Linked DNA regions of Zea mays: region 1 is linked to region 2. Evidence: chromatin contacts called from public Hi-C data. All regions are on one chromosome and are shown on one strand. Each heading gives the region's core, a stretch centred on a gene start, on an enhancer-like site or on the middle of the called end of the contact. The rest is flanking DNA. Distances are from core to core; before and after follow the strand shown. Region 1 holds the start of LOC100283733. Region 2 holds the start of LOC100286187 (peroxisomal membrane protein PMP22).

Evidence for each region. A called contact is a pair of places that touch in the nucleus more often than the background predicts.
Region 1: a contact with region 2 is called in a Hi-C map of leaf, with 2.4 times the contacts expected there. The contact joins the promoter of LOC100283733 here to the promoter of LOC100286187 in region 2. A contact is called at or near these places in 10 of 25 Hi-C or Micro-C datasets (bundle sheath, ear, leaf and 3 more).

Annotation. Positions count from the first base shown.
Region 1 is chr5:156,106,182-156,113,326 of Zm-B73-REFERENCE-NAM-5.0, reverse strand. LOC100283733 reads left to right here and starts at 5,532. Exons shown (of 16, transcript NM_001156632.2): 1 at 5,532-5,792; 2 at 5,901-5,950; 3 at 6,032-6,092; 4 at 6,373-6,468; 5 at 6,553-6,702. The coding sequence starts at 5,649.
Region 2 is chr5:155,916,544-155,924,017 of Zm-B73-REFERENCE-NAM-5.0, reverse strand. It overlaps LOC100286187 (peroxisomal membrane protein PMP22), which reads right to left and starts at 4,259. Exons shown (of 7, transcript NM_001159075.2): 1 at 3,845-4,259; 2 at 3,639-3,737; 3 at 2,083-2,184; 4 at 1,455-1,530; 5 at 1,069-1,139; 6 at 896-981; 7 at 385-792. The coding sequence starts at 3,970. The coding sequence ends at 741.

The sequences.
Region 1 (7,145 bases), core at 4,283-6,782, 190 kb before region 2:
AGCCCAATTAAAGGACTAACAAGTGTGCTAAGTGTTGAACATGTGCTTAGTGAAAAGTTTGCAGAGTTCAACACAAGTGTTCAAGTGTGATGATCCAAAGGCTAAATTGATCATGGTTGTGGACATCACAAGTAAAGGAGAACATTGCTTATGTGAGACTCGGTTTGCATATCTTGGATACAACTGATCAAGCCAAGGATGGAGGCAAGAAGGACTTTGAGGTATCGAGTGCACGAGAGAAGGTCAAGGAGGACGAGGAACCCAAAGCCAGGAATGAAGAAGAAGACTTGCAAAGTCAAGTTTGATCGAGTTGAGAAGAGTTATGGTGCATCAAGGAACCAATACCTAAGGTAGTGACTTACAACCAATGAGGTAATGTCTATGGTTATGTGGTGTAAGTCATAAGGCTCAAGATCAAGCTCAAGATGTAGGGTAAGGTCACTAGAAGGTGGAGTAGTGTCAAAACCAGAACCTGGAAGCAACCCAAATGAGCTAAGTTCATCTGAGCTTTAGTTTGGGTTGTTCCTATGTTTGGATATGTTCTGTGTGACCTTTGTAGGATGTTGGAGTTCATAGATAGCAATCTAGATCAATTCATGGAGACTTGGAGTTTTGGAGTCCAACATCGACCTAAAATAGGTCAAAAGGAGAAAAATGATGAAGACGATTAACTATGCAGGTTTGAGTGTTCAAATATGTTGCATACACCTTCTACTATGTATATGGCACCTTGGTTTTGCTCTCTAACCATGTTTGTAGAGAAAGTGTCATTTGGAGCTCTGTTTGAGAAAAAACAGGAAAGTTGCAAGAAGAATGGGAAAGAGATAACCTTTTGGGACTTAGTCAGTTGGTTTATACACTAAATGTGGTTGTCTAAATCATAGGAAGGTCCTCCTAAAAATTGAAGCCAAAATGAGAAGAAAAGGAGGAAAAACCACTTCAGTGTGCTACTGTCTGGGTAGCACCGGACAGTCCAGTGGTGCGTACAGCCGAAAGCCTCAACCTTGGGTTTTTTTTGCTATAAATCACCGGACTTCTGGGCCTAATTACCAGATAGTCTGGTAGTCTTCGGGCAACGACTAGTTCAGCCACGTCAGCAAACGCCAACGGTCGAGTTGGGCACCGGACAGTCTGATGCCTCCCAGAGAAGGAAATGGAGTCAATCAAATCCCCCTGTCTGCGGGCGCCAATGGCGCACTGGACAATATGGTGCCTCCGCAGCAGATGCAGGATTCCAACAGATTCTAAATGGAAGGGGCAACTGCTAGGGGCTCATTTGGGGCTATAAAAGAGACACCTAGGCACCCATATTCAATATACAAGTGTGGCCAACAAGTGTATACATCATCATGATCAATTTTATCTCTCCCTCTTATGTTTATCTCTCTAGTTTTCGTAGTGGCGAAGTTATAAGCCATTAGAGAGAGAAGTGCTGCTAAGAGCTAGCGCAAGATCTTGAGCGAACTGTTACTCTACCGGAGTGCTATCAAGAAGATTGTAAGCAGCCTCAGCATCGTTCTAACCAACATCGGCATAGTGGAAGGTTCTGTCTATCGCATTAACATATCTGAGCAAATGGAGGATGGAGTAAGATACTCCAAGCCAAGGTGTGGCTAACTCCAACGTGGACTAAGCAAGCATTTCAAGCTTGGCCGAACCACGAGATAAATCCCTACGTTTGTGTGTTCTGCTCTGTGATGTGGTATGTCTCTTTGTCTTAATTGCTTTTATACTTGCACTTCAATACTTATTTGTGGTATAAGTTGTCTTTGAAGTGTAGGATATTTTGAGACAGGAACTTCATTTCCACTGCCACCTACTCGACGTGATATTCTTTCTGTTGCAATAATACGCCGAGTAGAGTAAGTTTTTCAGTTTTCAAATGATATTTTTTATTCGCCTATTCACCCCCTTTAGACGACATCTAGATCATGTTCTCGGTCAAAGGGAACTTTCAGTTCCGCTCGAACCAGTATAAATCTTGCGCCCACTAAGCATACCATCTGAATTTCAGAACTTGAATACACAAATTTACATGTCGGTTTTGGTTTGAAACACCAACACCTAGTAATTAGTAAAACTTTGAATACCACCCTTATTCTTGTAGATCGACACCAATATACTTCTCTAGTTGTCAAGCATCTAGTTCGACTAGAAGATATGGTTGAACAACTTAGTTAGTCATATTATAGCTATGTTCTTGAAGCATCTCCATACCTTATTTGGGATACCATGAGAGCCCAATGTCTTACCCCCTTTCATCATTCTCAATGCCTCCCTAACTGAAAGGGAAATGTGCTATATGCCATTTTTATAGTGGTTTTGGTGTTTGATGACCAACACAACATTATGATCTAACTAGTTTGCTAAGTGTATGAGTGTAGGTTCATAAGATTCAAATTGATGGATTCAATGCAACATTTGGCTTAAACACAGGCTTGGAAGGGCAAAACATGGATAAGGTGAGCTATGACTAGTTCACAAGTTTGGATAAGTTCTAAATGGCCTTAGGAACTTATTTGAGCACCTTAGAGGGGTTGGATGATGTTTAGATTGTAGAAAAGGTGCATTTGAAGCCTAGTTTGAGCCAAAATAGGAAAATGAGTTGGATGATGCCAAAAGGTGAAGAACTATCACTTAGACTAGTTGGACAAACTCTAGAAATGTTTGTCTAAGTCATAGGAATGCTCTTAAGGATAGCCAAATCATACTGATGAAGAATTACCCAAGTTGGACTTAACTCAGTTGATCTACGGCGCACCAAACCGACTACATAGTGAAGGCAGTTAAAGACCTCGGTGGCCTAGTGCACCGAACCACTTACACAGAGAGGACATCAGCGAGACTTCGGTGTCCTGATGCACTAGACAAGTCTGGTGGTGCACCAGACCACTTACACAGAATGGTGTGTTCTTAAAGACCTGAAGGACCCAGCACGCTGGACCAGTCCAGTGTGCACCAGACCCGTCGAGTGCTACTCTAATGACTACATGACGTGACATCTGAAGTCGCAAGGTCTAGTGGGTCACCGAATCGGTCCGGTGCACTTGACATGGCAGCTTTCCATTGATTGTGCAGGCAAACAGGAGGTCTAGTGGCACAACGAACATGTACAACACAGGTCTGGTGCACCCGAGGCAAGTGTAGATTTTGAAATCTCACCTAATGGCTAATTAGGGGCTTTTGAGGTATAAATACCACCTTAACCGGCTAAGATAAATCAGAAGAGTTGTGCTTTCATTCTCAAACATATTTGCAACACCTCCAAGCCATTCCAAGAGATACAAGCAACACAATTGAGAAGATAAGGCTAGAGATAGTCCTTCTAGAGAGTGTGTGCTTGTGTGATCCTCGTTTATGCTGTGGTTTGTGTTGCTGTGTTCTTGCTCTTGTGTTGGTGATTCAATCATTGTAAAGGCTAGCAAGAGGCTCCGAGTTGTGGAGTGCCTTACGGAAACTTTGTCTATCACATCAGGAGATTCAAGGGCTCAAACTTGATCATTGGAGTCGCTTGTGAGGGTTGAAAGAGACTCCATCCTTAGGGACACCTCAACTGAGACATATGTTCTTTAGAACTGAACTCCAGTAAATCAAATCGCGTATCTCTCTTTGTTTGTTTTCTTTTGTTGCAATTTGTTCTTTCCTCCCCCTCTAAGTTCTCTTGCTTGGATCTTTCATTCAAAATTACTTGAGTTGTTCCCTAAGTTAATTCTGCATCCATTTGAACAACAAGTGAAAGATAACTCTCTCTCCATACTACCTGATTCGATTCTCTCTCGCTCTAACCACTTAACTTGGGATCTAGTTTGGGATGTGAACAAGCACATTTTACCGATGTGCCCATGGGTAAAAACCCTATAGGGTGCGGGTTTGGGTTTAAGTTTATACCTGCTAGTATGGGTGTAGTTTAGATTCTCAACCCGGCTGGGTTTTTCTTATGGGAATGAAAATTGTACCCGTACCCGCTAGGGGTGGCAATGGGTCGGGTTTTGGGCGAGTGCGCGGACCCGAACCCAAAACTCGAAACTAAAACCCAACCTGAGCCCGAAGACTATAACCGGGAAAACCTAGCTCCACACCCGGCAGGGACCTGAAACCCATCAGGGCCCCGAAACTCGTTGGAACTATGAAACCCACCCAAAACCTGGCTAAAAACCGCGGGGTCCGACCAACATACATACTAAACTACAACCTTTGCTGCTTTCAAAAAGAATTACAACACCATGCCAACATACATATTGATTGAATTCGTCTCGGCATCTGAAACTTGTTTACTAGTCATTTGAACGTAACATTTCTACCATATACTCCCTCCGTTTCAATTTATAATTCGTTTGACTTTTTTACCCCATATTTAACTGTCTTGTCTTGTTCAAAAAATCGTAATTATTATTAATTTTTACTCCCTCCGGTATAAAAACACATATCCTTCTATGCAATGAATCATGGACTACTAATTCTTGACATTGTACCATTTGAATGCATGTTTGGACTGAAATAACCTTGCATGAATGCATGCTAATAAACCAGCGCCGCATGCATTGATTCATCTCCATACCTCGGCTCCGGTGAATGTGTGGTGGGTTGCTGGCATCATTGATGGTTGCCATTATCAATATTTACTTGCATCGTTTACTGGTCACCGGTGATTTTCTCCTCTGGGCTGGTGTCAATAAAAAAAATCCGGTGACAGTGGGGACTCGAAAACAAAACCAAAGTATCAATAATATGGCTCAAACCACCTACTAAGCTACAAAGTGTTCGTACCTAAGATCAATACATTCATCTATTTAATGTGGGCACAATGGAAAATAAGACCTGCAATTGTCATCGTTTTTTATAGGGTACAAGGACGTCACACACACTCACACCACTACACACCACACACTATAATGATTGAAAGGTCTAAACCTCTAGTATGTGAACACACGCAATATCACTGAAGGCACACACGTGTGTACCCTATTCCTGAAAAAATCCTAGGAAAAAGGTGTCCCCTAGGGCTTGAACCCTGGCCGGGAGCGCTTCCGGCGCCTTTGACACTGTGCCACCGCTTTGGTATATGGTATCATGTCTTTTCCGGTGCCTTTGCCACTGCGTCGCAGCTTTGGTATATGGTATCATGTCGACATGTTTTTTTATACCGGAGGAAGTATGGATTTAGGCCCCGTTTGGCACAGCTCCGACTTCTTTAAAAATGACTTCGGCTCTAACTTCTCTTCAATAACAACTTATCTATAGGACCAAGTGTTTTTAAGAAATCATTTGGCAAACGACTTATCTTGACACAAGAGAAGGAGAGTAACAGGAGGAGCTGCTAGAAGCCAATTTTTTTGCTTCGGCTGCTCTCTATAAAAATGACTTCGGCTCTTTCATATTTTTTTGTTGAAAGCTTTTTTTAGATCGTTTGAGAGGGCTCTTTCCAAAGCAAGAGCGAGCCAGTTTGGGAGACCTCCCAAACATGCCCTTATTCATGGGTATCGGGCCGAGCAGAGCTAGAACAAAAAGGCAAGCCTACAGTGGTTTATCTCAATCAATTCGAATCCTATTCGTTGGGCTCGCTTTCTTCAGTTGCATTACTTGGCCCACACAAACTCTTCCCAATAAATTACGACCCCCAGCCAAGCTTTGGAGTGCGGTTCCCAACCATGGCGGCCTCCCCCACTTCCTCCCTCGCCCCGCCGGTGGTGCCTATGGAGCTTCACGCCGGCAACCGCGACCGCCTCGTCGCCGCGCTCCGCGGCCACATCTCCGCCTCCGCGCGCCCGCTCCACGGCCTCGTCCTCCTTCAGGTCCGTCCCACTCCCACTCGGCACTCCCCTTTTTATCTCTCCTCAAATTTACTGGTCTGATTGATCGTCGCGCCTACTTAAATTTTGGAGTGTTTTCGTTGTGTGAAGGGCGGGGAGGAGAAGACACGGTACTGCACCGATCACCTCGAGCTCTTCAGGTATTCGTGCTGAACGTAATCGTTTGTTTTGCCGGTATTTTTGGATGTTCAAGTTCAGACATAAATCGGGCAATGTTGCAGGCAGGAGAGCTACTTCGCCTATCTCTTTGGAGTGCAGGAACCAGGGTTCTACGGCGCAATTGTGAGCTATCTTCCTTTTGTTTCACCCCATTTTTGTAAATATAAGTGGATCCTGTTTCAGTCAATACAGCGGCAAACCAGGCTTTCATCATTCAACCTGTTTAATATCTTGGCGTATATCTTGAGTCTGCTGATATTATTACTGCTTATATATTTGTTGATGGCTTAGTCACTACATGTCAACTGGTCCTACTAACAATACTCATCGTAGGATCATGTCATGTTGATGATTCCTTTTTCTGCTTGTCATGTACTGATTTTTCTTTTGATTGTTATCAAAGGACATCGCCTCTGGACAGTCAATTTTGTTCGCTCCAAGATTGCCAGCTGACTATGCTGTTTGGATGGGTGAAATAAAACCTTTGTCGTACTTCAGGGTATTTTCCTCTTCTGAGGATTTGATCCTTTGTTAGTTATGCTACATTCTGAATTAGTGTAATCTTTTCATGAATATGTACCAGGATACATACAAGGTTGATATGGTCTTCTATGTTGATGAGATTGCAAGGGTTGTGCAAGATCATTTCGGGAACCATGGAAAGCCTCTTCTGTTTCTGCTACATGGGAGGAATACTGACTCTGGAAATTTCTCAAAGCCTGCTAGTTTTGAGGTGAACAATGTACCTTTTAAGTGCTAGAGAACATACAATCCATTTTTTTCACGCATTACTTGTATTTTTTTTCCAGATCTATGAAAGAGTAAACTACGTTGGTGGTCCCTAAACTATTATATCATTTTCATCCAGGCTCCTAAACTATAAAATTGCATATCTAGGGCGTACCCAGTGCCGTAGGCTTCCCGCACTGTGCGGGGTCTGGGGAAGGGTATCTTTAAGCGCCAAGCCTTACCCGCATAATATGCAGAGGCTGGGGCTCGAAAAATTTGCATATCTAGGACCCCTAATAAACTTTTTAAGGGGGTGTTTGGGATAGTTCCAGGTTCCAACTTCAGTATGGAGCTGTAGTTTATAATATAAATTTAAATAGTTTTTAAAATATTTTTAATCTAAATAATAAACGAAATGACTTATCTAAATGTCTTCTAAAGGCTTAT
Region 2 (7,474 bases), core at 3,010-5,509:
CAACGACCAAAAAAAAAAAAAACAAACAGAACGATATACTCCATCGGTCCATCCATCTCTAATTATGAATTACCCAAACTCTACTAAAAGTCAAAGCATCTCCGGTTTAACCAAATTCATATGATGAAATAATAACATTTATAACATGAAATAAGTATAATTAATTATGCTGTTGTAGTTTCTATAATTTTGATCAGATATAATATATTTTGACTGCTAAGGAAGTTAGAATGTTTTTCACGAAAGTTGGTATGAACTTGTCTGGTTTAATTAGGTCTCTTGTGGTGTCTGCTGTGACAACCAGTTTGAATTGCAGGCGGTCCTGCACGGCGAATTGCAGCCAGTCGCCCAGTGTGAAGTTCTGAATCCTTCAAGGTCCAATGTCTGAATGGAGCTGCCAAGAGCATCCGGTCAGGCAACAGGTTTGATTACCAGCAAAGCAAGAACGGTGGACGCTGGAACAGTCCCATGACCATTTAGCTGAACAATGAATGAACGAATACGAACTGGTCCTCAAAGCTAACCGAATTCACCATACTTTGCTCCCATCACAATTTTTTTTTTTACAAAAGCATAATCTGTCTTCGCATGCGTTGACAATCAAATAAACCGACTACTACCAGGAAATAAACAACGGTTTTTGTAACAGTACAGGATACAGCATCCAGCGTCCTCCTTCTTCGGCTGCTTTAGTTAGCACCGGGCAGGAGCTACGATGCTATACGTTCCTTCTAAACCATCTAGGCCTGCTTCAGAGACATGGCCCTTGCACGAAGGTTCAGGAAAATCCCCCTGCGCAGGCAGAAAAGGGAGATGGGCAGATATTCAGATAACAAGTGGCACATCAGGGGGGGGGAAAGGTTCTTGTAAAATGTTCAGGCCAAAAGGACATTACCAACAACATGCGACAAAGCTGTGGAAGATCACTCGGAATTGTAAAGGCATGTACTGGTGGTTTATCCAACTAACTATCGGCCAAAACTGCGTTTCAATCAGATTTATGAAGCGTCCGCAGAGAGAAACTCAAAAGCCAAGTATCGATGCTGGAAGGGAGGAAAAAAAAAATACCATCCAAGCGCTGAGTTGCACAGAAGGGTATTGTTTCTTCACCCTGGTCGTCACCTCCTTCAAAGGCCTCCCTACATTGGCAGATGGGATAAGTATGTATGAACTGGAAAAGTATGGCAAGACTTAACATATATGGAATCGACGTTGATGCTATATTTTGATAGATGGATATATTGTTCAAGATGCATTGCTGTGATCTCATATTTCTGCATAATCAAAGAACATATGCTTGTGATGTTATCATGTCATAGGAGACTGACAAGTGACAATGTGATCAAAGCTATAAATCCAGACAGGAAAGAGGTTGGGAGGGAATTTTTTTGAGGATGCAAATGCAAATTCAGTATGAAGTCATGCCAACATAACTAATTAAGTTACACACTTACTCTCAACAACATATCCATAATAGAACAAGAACAATATGTTATTCCAGGGAGAAGATGTCACTTGCTCCAGCAACACCTGAAAAGAGTACCATACATGAAAAATGTATGACAAGGTCTTCAACAAGTATAGCTTTAATTCAACCCCGAAAAAGGGAAGACCCAATGACAGAGGCTCCCACATGAGTGCAGGTTCCCTGTACTAAAAAAGGCTCTAAAATCCCATCATTAAGTCGCAGGGAAGGGATAGTTGGCTACTAATTTGAAGAAGCTACCGCTCTATAAATTTCACAGCAAGCTATCTATGTGAATTCTGAAAAAAAAACATTGCCAGTAATTCATCAGGACACGAGGTTGTCGTGTTCTAGTAAAAATGTCACAACAAAGTACAGGACTTTTTACTACCACCAGAAAAAAGAATGCTACTATGAGCAACAGTTTACTGCAGTTTAAACATTAATATCCGTTTCTTCCCAATTATTAGCTGGTTACTTAAGTCAAAATATTGACTTGATGTTTTATTTTAAATTCTGGATTTTATAGTTTGCAGTAGAACTACAAACTATTTATGCATACCATGCATGGAGAGAAGTGAACGCTGTGGTCCAAATTGCCAATGAAAAAGATATACCTTCTTTGCTATGGTTTTGGTATCCTTCTTCCCTTGGAAGATGTAATCCAAAATTTTGTGCAAGAAATGTCCAAATGGGCCACCATACGCAAAACCAAAGAGCTGCAATATATCATCAGAACATGGTGTCAGATTATAATACATAGGTACATGTAAACAAGGATAATAAATAAAAGAATAGAGGGATATAAAAGAAGATGCCCATACACAAATAAACTATTTTGGGCTGAAGCATATCATACATGAATGGATTGGAATAGAGTATGTGGAGTGCCATTTGTTTCTCAGCAATCAATGAAAAGGCAGATCCAGTATTGGAGGCTCCCACATGAGTGGAGTCCGGGGAAGGGATAAAACCTTCCCCCGTAAATACAGAGAGACTACTTCGAACTCGTGACCTGGTGACTCAAGCCCAGTTTGGGATTGCTTCAGCTACACAAAATTTGGTGAAATTGATGAAGCAGGTCATTAAGAGCTTCAGAAAATCGTGAAGCTGAAGTTACAAACTTTTAGCGTACATTTAGATAAGTCATTTTGTTTATTATTTATATTAAAAATATTTTTTAAAACTGTTCAAATGTATATTATACACTACAGCTTCACGTTGAAGCTGGAATCTAGAGCTGTGCTAAACAGCCCCTCAGTAAGACAACTCTCACCACTGCACTAGACCTGCTCTTTCTTGGCGATCAATGAAACAAAGTAAAAAAATTATAGACCGTAGCTTAAGTTAACTGTGAAATGTCTTTCAGTTTCATTTGGACTCAAACTCAATATCCTCCTAAAATATTTTTGAAAGCATGACAAGACATGAGACCACCAGTGAGACACTCTCTTCGCAAAAGAAAAGAGCCTCAACCTCATAGAAGAAATCCTACATAACTGGGCTGCAGATCATCTTTACAAAATTTGGCAGAGGAAACTAGCAGATAACCCAAAAGTGAAATTGTGGTGTGGATTTTTGTTTTGAAAAATGGCCAGATAATCATACATGATTCTGAATAAGTAGCAACATTCATTTGGTAGTGTAAACTAACGATTCATGCTTCACTCAACATTAAGAAACCATAAAAGTTCTATCGTTCCCCAACAAATTATCTCCAACTTCAACTTACGACAACATAAATCACACAGTGATACAGAGCCAAAGGAGATGACATTCACATTGCTGCAACTCAACAGCTGAACTGGAACTAGTTGCTGAATGACTAGAATTCAAGCAATACATCTTTCAACTGCACCTCCACGTCCTCCCAAGAATTTCCCCTAGAACCAGTTTAATAGAGCTACTCACTCCTAGAGGCTAGAACAGCAAGATTATAATTGAGCTGATTTAGGGAATTGCCCGTACTTTACATATCAGTATATCAGAAATTACAGTTGAGTTGATCTAGGGAATTCCCATTACATTATAAATCAGTATATCACCATAAACTGATTCTATTCTGATATAACTAAATGTTCTATTCTCCCAATGAATGAACAAGGAAAGATGCAGTTGCCCCAGTAACTGCATCTGTATGTACCAGAAACTAAATTCAAGGCAGCGTCCTTACCATCTTGAGCAGGAGTCTGCGTTTCTCAATCTTCTGGAACCCAGAGAGCTTCTGCGCCACGGAGTCACTGACGCCGGCGAGGCACCCCGCCGTGATCATCTACGCGTGGCAGCCAACCAAAGCAACCCACTTCAACAATCCCCCACTACCGATTCCCGAAACCGAAAGAGTGAACAAAATCCAAGAACATGACCAAAAGAGAAAACCTTTGTGCGGAGAGGATGTTGCTGGAGCTGGAGCAGGTACTGCCTCCACGCCCTGCGAGCCAGCGACCCTTCTCCCTTCCCTCCATCTCCTTTCCCTCCTCGTCCTGCACGTCCCACAGATGCCATAGCTGAAGTCCTCGAACCCCTTCGAAGTTCGACCCACCTATTCCAAGCACTGCGCACGCGCTCTTTGTATGCCCGCTTGATTTTTTTCGGTGGGGGGATTCTACGATGCCTGGGCCGGCGAGAGGATCGAATCGCGTGGGGAGTGATTCCGGAATCGTGAGCGCGGCGCCGAGGATAGCTGCCGCGGTGGTCCCTCACCGGCCGGACGATGCACGTGGTGGCTGACGTGTGGGCCAGAGGAAGTTAATCCCTTCTTCTAAAGTTAATCCCCACTAACAACCTGACAGGTGATAGGTGATGATATGCAGTTGGCGCTTTTATTAGGCCCAACCAATGCGCTTGTATGGACCGGGTTTTGATGGCCCAGTTTAGATGTTGGGCTTTATTTCTCTGGAAACTATTGGGAGGTCTAGGCCCCTCAGATTTGAGAGTTACAATAACTGAATAAATATTTTTACCGCTCTAAATTATAATCTATTACTCACTTCATACTAAAATATAATTTGTTTTAAACTAATCATATATTTATATATTAAGTAACATATAAATATATTTTTTATGTATATCTATATTCACGGAAAAAATAGGTTAACGGAGTGAGTAACTTTTAATAACTTAGCAAATACTCTTTTCGTTCTAAATTATAAATTGTTTTATTTTTTGCATCACATCTCTAGTAGGAGTTTCTTCCTTCATGTGTCATTCTTCTCCCCACGTGTGCTCGTCCCCCTTCCACACGCGGAAAACAATTTCACCCCACACACCAGCAAAAAATCAAAAAAAATTACACATTCATGGCACTACAAATATATATATATATATATTAAAAAATTTAAAATAAAAATTATGACGGATCGGCTCGGCACTGCGAGCAAAGAAGGCAGCTCAAGCACAGCACAATTTAAATCGTATGGGGCTGGATCGTGGCACTATTAAATAGGGTGCACCTTAGGCCAGCCCGCTAGACACAACCCATTTAGTCATCTATGGTCCATTACCTCTTCCCTCGCTGTCTCAGATGTCACGAGCATGAAAAAAGCAAGAGAAAAACTTTATCTTATCTAATCCCGCACCACATACCTCGCCATTCGCACTCAACCAATCTATAAGTTTAGATCGTGTTTGAATAACTATTTTATTTCAACAATGTTTGCCTATATGATATATAGAAACCATAGCGAAGCATGAGTAAAAAACTAGTTTGTTATGAATCTAGACATACATCATGCATATATGATTTTAAACGGAGAAGTATATTAACATATGACAATATTAATAAAGAGGGATGGCTAAAATTTTATGTAATGGAATAAGTTTTATGAGAATAAAGCTAGTTTGAACTGTTTACAAATGTTTATGAAAGTTATTTGCCTCTTAGATAAAAAAGAAAAAATAAAGTTCAATTTCACCTAGATTTTTTATCACTTGAGAAAATGAAATTCAATTATTTCTAACTATAGAATGCATCCAATAAACCTCCCCACAAAAGAATAAAATTTCACCATTGACAACTATACCATGCATACTCATACACCACAATGTTGCATTCTCCCTAATTTCATTCCAATTTGAGGCAAATGAAACATGTTTTCTAAATTATCCCTGATGCTCCGTTTGGATCATTAGAATTAAATTCCATTCTAACAATAGTAATTTTGGCATATATCAATTAAGCTAATTCAGTTTTATGCAAAATATATTTGTATGCTATTATTAGCAAGATGTCGGAGATATTTATGTGCTACATTTTTACTATAGATGAGTGAGACGAAGAACGTCATGTAAGTTACAGAGTAGAATCAAATTCTACTAATGCATAAAATAATTTTCCATCCTCCACCCCATGAATTTGAGATAGGCTTATATCTGAACTTTGGAAAGTGGTGGAATATCAAATTCCAAACTAAATAAGTTACTTTATTGAGTGAATTCCAATTCTCTGAAATGAAGGGATCCAAACGCCCCGTGAAGTTTTTTAAGGGCATGTTTGGTACGACTCCGTCTCTAGCCTGGATAGCATCTTGTGCGAGCGTGAGGAGACCTAGCAAAAACTATAGGAGGAGAAGCATTTTATGGTGAATAGTAGGAAGCCAAAGCCATTTCGTGGCTAGGATACAAAGACACAAAATTGGCTCCTTCTCAAGTGCTCCTAGTCCTCTAGAGGAACACTTTAGGTTGAGGAGGAGCCCTACCAAACTAGCCCTATGTTGCAAAAGGAGAAATATTTCTAGTTTTTTTATTTCTAGGAGTACTTATTTTGCACCCCTAAACTTTTGTCTTTCTTGGATGGAAATGTCTTAGGTGCACATCAACCTATTGGTGCAAACTGTACAAGCCAACATAAGAATAGAGATGGGAGGACCTTTTAAAAATATCCACAAAGAGGTTGAAGGGTTGTTTTGAAATATGTTTTTTAAAAGGTCCTCCCACTTTCATTCTTGTGTTGGTTTGCACGTTTTGCACCAATGGGTTGTTTTGCACCTAATACATTCCCTTATTGGATTGACCATCCTAACTTTGATTCTTGTTAAGCATCATAAACACTCATAGACATACACACACTCCCTATGTATACACACCGATGTCATATAATGACATCGAAGTATTATAGGTACCCGAGAGGATTGTTGAATGAAGGATAGAGCACAACACAAGTTGAAGGCACGTTGATCCTAGGTACTGACTTAGCTATCAACACAAGGGATATTTACAAAGGTTTGGGCTACAAATGCATAAGATCCTACATCCTCTTTATGTTTAATGGATTGGTAATGGTAGAGGTGAATAATATTACATGCTCAAATATTCCCGAGCTAGATGTTGGAACTTGCTCTCCCGAGCTAGTTGATCCAACGGGGGAGTGAAAGTAATGCAAACAAGGTTTCGGCTCAGGAAGGCAATTGCTCTGTTAATCTAGCCTCTCAAGGGCACTGTGCGGGGGTATTTATAGGTGCCTGAGTACCCAACGTCTTGGATTAAGGACGCATGTGCCCTCAAGCGCCTAGGTCATCCCCGGAATATTCCCATAAAGCAGGGTTACAGACTGTCATTACAGAAAAGCCTTTACAAATTGGGCCCGTAATACACTCAGCCGCGCGGGGCCTGTTACAATGGTTCGAATTCCGCGTGGGCCTTCGTGTTGGACGAGGACACGAGACGGGGCGACCTCGTCGTGGGCCTTCGTCTTGCGGCGTGTCGGACGAAGGGTGGAAACTGCCGGTCGCTTCGCCTCCGTTGGTGCGGCGAGATCGGCGAAGGCATCGAGCGAAGGGTAGCGTCTTCGCCTTCGGCCCAACATTTGCCCTCCGAGGGACCAGTTCGACTAAGTCATCTGGTGCCGAAGACGTCGCTAGATGGTGGAGACGCTGCCCTCGCTCGAAGTGGTTCCGTGTGGGTTTTTGATGTGACCGTTGACGGACGCGGCACTGTTGGACTGCGGGTTTCCCGAAGCGTCGCGTCCTATGTATAAAAAGGGGGCGGGCGGCGCGGGTCAGGTACTCTTTC